2 separate regions of the Mus musculus genome follow, and region 2 is linked to region 1. Evidence: chromatin contacts called from public promoter capture Hi-C data. All regions are on one chromosome and are shown on one strand. Each heading gives the region's core, a stretch centred on a gene start, on an enhancer-like site or on the middle of the called end of the contact. The rest is flanking DNA. Distances are from core to core; before and after follow the strand shown. Region 1 holds the start of Zfp746 (zinc finger protein 746). Region 2 holds the start of D030074P21Rik (a long non-coding RNA gene).

The links. Promoter capture Hi-C pulls out the DNA fragments that hold promoters and counts their contacts.
Region 2: a promoter capture Hi-C map of pre-B cells shows a contact between it and region 1, with 3 times the contacts expected there. The contact joins the promoter of D030074P21Rik here to the promoter of Zfp746 in region 1. A contact is called at or near these places in 4 of 39 promoter capture datasets (the 3T3-L1 cell line, 3T3-L1-derived adipocytes, frontonasal cranial neural crest and 1 more), 1 of 484 Hi-C or Micro-C datasets (embryonic stem cells) and 1 of 9 other capture datasets (liver).

Annotation. Positions count from the first base shown.
Region 1 is chr6:48,085,209-48,088,118 of GRCm38.p6, reverse strand. Zfp746 (zinc finger protein 746) reads left to right here and starts at 1,526. Exons shown (of 7, transcript NM_001163475.1): 1 at 1,526-1,804. The coding sequence starts at 1,781.
Region 2 is chr6:49,211,778-49,214,687 of GRCm38.p6, reverse strand. D030074P21Rik (a long non-coding RNA gene) reads left to right here and starts at 1,428. Exons shown (of 2, transcript XR_869057.2): 1 at 1,428-2,910. It overlaps Igf2bp3 (insulin-like growth factor 2 mRNA binding protein 3), which reads left to right. Exons shown (of 15, transcript NM_023670.3): 1 at 1-391; 2 at 1,361-1,421. The coding sequence starts at 217.

The DNA.
Region 1 (2,910 bases), core at 277-2,776:
AAGGAGCTAAGGGGTTCTGCAACCCTATAGGTGCAACAACATTATGAACTAACCAGTACCCCGGAGCTCTTGACTCTAGCTGCATATGTATCAAAAGATGGCCTAGTCGGCCATCAGTGGAAAGAGAGGCCCATTGGACATGCAAACTTTATATGCCCCAGTACAGGGGAACGCCAGGGCCAAAAAGTGGGAGTGGGTGGGTATGGGGGACTTTTGGGATAGCATTGGAAATTTAATTGAGGGAAAATACCTAATAAAAATATTTTTTAAAAAAAGGATTCCCCTCTCTCAAATGACTATAGCTTGTGTTAACATAAAGTTAGCCAGCACAGTCAGGGAGCTGGGGAAGGAGGGTCAGTTATTAAGAGTAAGAACAAAACTTCAGTTCCCAGGTTGCTCCCAGAACCTGAGACCCCTGACCTCCTGCACACGCGTACACATATTTGCATACATATGTGTGCATATACATAATCAAAAATAAAAGTAAATCATAAAATAAATAACGAATGGCAACAACAAAAAGATCTCAGGCACTGGTCTTGCAGGCTCCTGCTAGGGGGTGGCATGGAAGGCAATTCTGAATGGCAATACATCTTCTTTGCCACACGGGGCTCCACACTAGGCTTCTGGAGAAATTTTACATTTTGACTTTTTTCTTCCTTTCCTTGTTATTAAAAAACAAAAATATGAATTGAAAAAAATTAGGGGTCTGGGGTCTACTGGCACTACGTTAATGGACATGCTTCCAAACCTACCTAAACTTTGTTAGACATAACCTTTTATATGAACACTGTATGAACATGAATAATACACATGATAACACACATCTTGTTATACATTTGTTACGCATTTTAACGCCAAAATGAAGTAGTTCCGGACTACTCTCGTTCAACATCTTTCCACGCTTACCTGATATATCACAAGAGGGCGTTGGATCTGCGGTAACTACAGCTTGTGGTGAGATGCTGGGAACTGAAACCCAGCCCTCTGCAAGAACAGCAAGTACTTTTAGCCGTTGAACTGTATCTCCAACTGCATTCAAAAAGATTTTAAACGATGGCATTTTAACCCATTTTTCATGTCATTAAAATGTTTATTATAGTATACATACTATAGAAACCCCACATTTTTTGTGTCATTAAAATGTTTATTATAACACACATACATAATCCTACAGAGAACCTACTGTGACTTATCAAGCCATATTTCTATTGTTGGAAGCATTCATTCCATTTCAAGGCAAAAATAGGCGTGCTACAGCTGGACAGCTGCGGAAGTGACCGTGCCGGGGTGCGCACTGCCTGCCGAGGCCGTACCCCCAAGTTTTATACCGCCAAACCAGGTGGCACATCGCTGGTGAGCACTGGCGCCGCGGGGGGCGTGGCGATATGCGGGGGCGTGGTCGGAGGTCGGGCCGAGGCGGGGCCTCGTGAGGAGGGCGGGGCCAAGCGCGGCGGCAAGCGGGTGCCGGCGCTGCCGTTCGCCGCTCGAGCTGCAGGTGGAGCTGTGCCGCCGCGCTGCCTCCAGGAAGCCTCACGGGCCTTCGTCGGCCTGGCCGCGGCACCGGCTCCCAGGATGCAGTGTGGAGCGGCCGGGCGCTGACGGCGGCGGTGCGGCTGCGGGCGGAGCGGCAGCAGGCCGGCCTGCGAGGAGCGCGGCGGGGAAGGTAGCGGCAGGCCCGGGCGGCGCTGCCGGCGGAGAGGACCCGGCAGCCGGGCCTGCGTGGGGCCGCGCGCCGCGGCGTCGACTTCCTTCGCGCCGAGCAGGACAGCGCAGGGCCATGGCCGAGGCGGCCGCGGCTCCGGTAAGGGCGGCCCGCGCGCTTGGCCTGCGCGGCCTCGGGCCCCGGAAGGCCGGGGCCCAGCACACTGTGCCGCAGGCCCCAGGAGGGCTTCCGGGCCAGACCGGGCCTGCGGGTCCTGTGGCTGCGGCGGGCGGCCGCGAGGTCCTCCGGGGCCTACCGGACCGGGTGGAGCCGAGCGCAGGGAACGGCCGTCCGCGCCCGGGAGGCCGACCTGCGCCAAGTTCCCGGTCTGCGCGTCCCCGGGCCGGGCTCCTTCCTCAGCGCCGGGCCGGTGCTTCCCTCTCCCAGCTCCCCCCAGCGGCCTGGTGGCACCTGGGAGGTGTCCGACGTCGATTCTGTAGACAGTGAGCACCCACTATGTGCCCAACCCTCCTCAGGCGGCACGCGAGGACTGCTCGTATTTGTCCAGCCAGGCTGGCGCTGCACTCAGCCCGGTTTAGGCATGATTTTGTCTGCACTGCAAACCTGTGGGGTAGTAACTATTATAGTTATTATTTCATACAAAAGAAAAGCTGAAGGCCCAACGAAGTTAACTTGCCAAGAATCTCAGCGAGAAAAGTGTGGGAAGACAGTGCTCTCACAGTTCAATGTCTGTAATAAGGAAAGCAGTCCAGGTACACGAGTAGCCTTATGGTCGAACAGAAAGAGGTCGTAGCCAACCTGGTGGAGGTTCGAATGCAGGTGCTTAGCAGACTCTGGTGCTCCTCCCGCCCAGCCAGGTAATCTGTGCTTCTGTGAGTTGAGTTAGCTAGGGTTTCTAGGGCTTGGGCAAAGAGAGGCAAGGGCCAGACACAGGACAGTGCAAAACTGGTCCACAAGCCTGGAGATATGGTTTTGGATATGAGGCTGCAGAAATGGAAGGGGCTGGGAAGGCCTGGGCTTCGTCATATGGGTAGGAAAGAGTTGAAGGAATTGGCATCAGTGACTCCGGTCTCAGAGTACTGGCTTCCCTAGCTGTTTGGCAATTGACTATCCCACCTTCGCTTTAAGTTAGCAAGGTGCTAGGCTTCAGTAGAGCACAACCCCTACTTCCAACTACACAGGTCAAAGACCATGGACCCCATTTAAAAAAAAAAATTAAACAAGAATGACATCAACAAGATAGA
Region 2 (2,910 bases), core at 179-2,678, 1.1 Mb before region 1:
CGTCGCTAGGCTTTTTCTTTCTCTCTTTTTTTTAATACCCAGAAGAGGAAAAAGGACCCTGGGATCTGGTTTTCGCCCGCCGCTCCCGTGCTTGGGTCACTGTGTGGGTTTGAAAGCCAAGAGGAGAGGAACAAAATCCACCGGCTCCATCCTCCGCCGTGGGTGCTTTTTTTAATTTAGCATTTTCCTCGGGTTTTAAAACGACCCCTTTTCACAATGAACAAATTGTACATCGGGAACCTCAGCGACCACGCCGGCCCCGCGGACCTGGAAAGTGTCTTCAAGGACGCTAAGATCCCGGTGGCGGGCCCCTTCCTGGTGAAGACGGGCTACGCGTTCGTGGACTGCCCGGACGAGGGCTGGGCCCTCAAGGCCATCGAGGCGCTTTCAGGTGGGGCCCGCGCGCGTGGTCGGGGCCTCCCCGTCTCCGCAGCTGCCATCCGGGACCCCGCTTGCGGGGCGGGTGGGGGTGGGGAGGGGGACGCGCTGTCAGTCGCGGGGCGCGGCGCGGCGCGTGCTGCAGGCCGGGCCAGGCGGGCCTTGGGGCCCAGCGTGGACGCCCGCCGGGCCCTCTGTCTGGTCGCTGTCCCCCAGCCGTAGAGAACAGAAAGTGGCCTGAGCCTACGCCCGGGGGGAGGCCGCGTCCAGGCGGTCCCGCTCCACGCCGCCGCGTCCACCTCGCGGGGTCGTTAGAGCGAAAGGGGCAGGTGGGCGGCGGCGGCCGGCTGTTGCCAGAACGGCAGCCCTGCCACGCGCGGCGCCGCAGTCCCGGCCCGTGCGCGCAGCCGCGGCCCGGGTGTCTGAGTGCGCTCTGCCTGGATGCCCGAGGGGAGAGCAGCTGTCCGTGCCTTTCGGTTTCCACCGTCCCCAGCTGGACTCGAGGCCGGCGCCTTGATGGGTCAGCGCGCGTGGACCAGCACCCCGGCCGCCCAATCTCCTCCTGGCACCCTGGCTCTTTAATCCCATCGCCCAGTGCTCCAGGCCAACCTGGATGTGGACCAGAAAGAAGGCCGCGCGCCCCCATGGCAGGCTGTTTGTTGGGGGTGTGTCTCTTGCAGACCTTGGGGTGCGGGGTGGCCCTTGGAGGGGGTCAGGAGGCGAAAATTGCAACCCAAGTGGTGAGCCTGACTCTTGCTCTCCCTCCCCAGCTTTCTGCAAGTTAAAAAGCCACACCCACCCGAAGGGTCAGCTCTGCACCCTCTCCTTGCCCTGCTCCTCCCTTGTCCTTGAGTCGGGTGGGAATCTTGGGGCCCTGCTGAGGTCACTGAAGCAGGGTGTGTTTTCTCTTAAAGACTGTAGATTTCAAGGTGGGGAAAGCTGCTGAATTTAGCCCGTCGTCTTGCCTCTTGTGTGTTCACAGGTAAAATGGAACTACATGGGAAACCGATGGAAGTTGAGCACTCGGTCCCTAAACGGCAGAGGTGAGCGGATTTACCCTTTTCTGGCCGCTTTTTAGGGAGGAAGCACAGAACACAGATGCAAACTCGGACCCTTTGGCTTACACGCTGGGGCCACGGTTCAGCTAGCTCTTTTTCTGCTTGCCTTTAAGTTTATGGCAGGTGTGTGTGCGCGCGCGTTGATAATTCTGGGACGTAAATGGGGGCTTGCCTGCGGCCCCTGCTTCTGGGTTATTGTTGCTGTTTTAAAAGCCTGTCAAGGAAGCTCTCACAGCTACATGTTCTTGGCAGAGCAGGTTTAGGTCTCAACTGGCAGCCCGAGTTTCAAAAGCCAATAGTCTTTGGGAACCTACGGGATTTAGAAGACAGGTCCAGGACAGATGTGGAGAAGCTGGTCCGCCGTGGTGGGCGCTTCTAATACAGGAGGAGGAACACAGTTGCTTTTGCCCTGGTTCACTGGCCAGCCAGCGGCCATTGGAACACAGTGAATGCTGGGGTCCTGGGGCCTTTCAAACACTCCAAAGTTGTTTTTTTTTTTTTGTTGTTGTTGTTTTTTTTTTTCCTAACAGTGCCTTTGTTCCAGCTCCTCCTGTCCCTTGGTGTATTTTGCTTACAAATAATCACCAAGAGACGGTGAAGGCTGGGGGAATCTGCAACTTCACTGAGATTTCTCTTCTATGAGAGCATCTGTAGCTGTCACTTTACAAAATATTTGCAGGCTATTTTAGCTACTGAAGCTTTTTGGAGAAGCGCCCCCCTTCCCCTCCCTCCCTGCCCTCCCCCCCCCCCCCCCCCCCCCCGACTCTGTAACTCTTAACTGGAAAGACTGAGGTTAGCCTGCTGGGTTTTGCAAGGTGGGGTTAGGGTTTCTGGCTGGCTTTTCAGTCTTCCCCCATTCCTAACCTGGAGCAAACAATAAGCCTGAAGTTAATTCAAACCAGGGCTGTGTGTATCTGGTTAAGTGTTTCTGAGAGTGTGCTCTGGGGGACAGAGGGATTTGCCCTGCAGAGACAGAGGGCAAGAATGCTGTGTGACTGTTTTGAATGAAGCTCTCTTCCACATGAATCACTTCACACTCCTCGTTTTAGAAATAAACTAGTGTGGATACTTGTAGGTTCCTTTTTAAGTCCTTGTTTAATTTCGCCTAAGATAATTGGAAAGATATTTGTGTAACCAGATTTAGGTCTATTTTGATAAGGGTCAAGTTATTTCATATAGTAGAATGTAGTCTTTTATTATTTTTGTTTACTCTTCTAAAGTAGATGTGGATAAAAAGTATCAAACTGATCTTGGTTTCATAGGAATTTAAACAATTGAGGCACAACTCATTTGCCCTTAAGAAGTTTAGAGACCTAGCCTGTGAATCAGCCATTTTGGAAAAACGAACCTTATTGCACACATGCTAGTTGGTTTCATGTTTATCCAGTGTGTCTTAGTGCTTGTCCCTCCGGCCCCCTTCCCGTCACTCCCCTCTCCCCCCCAATCTTTCAAGGGGTTGGTTTATGCAGGCGAG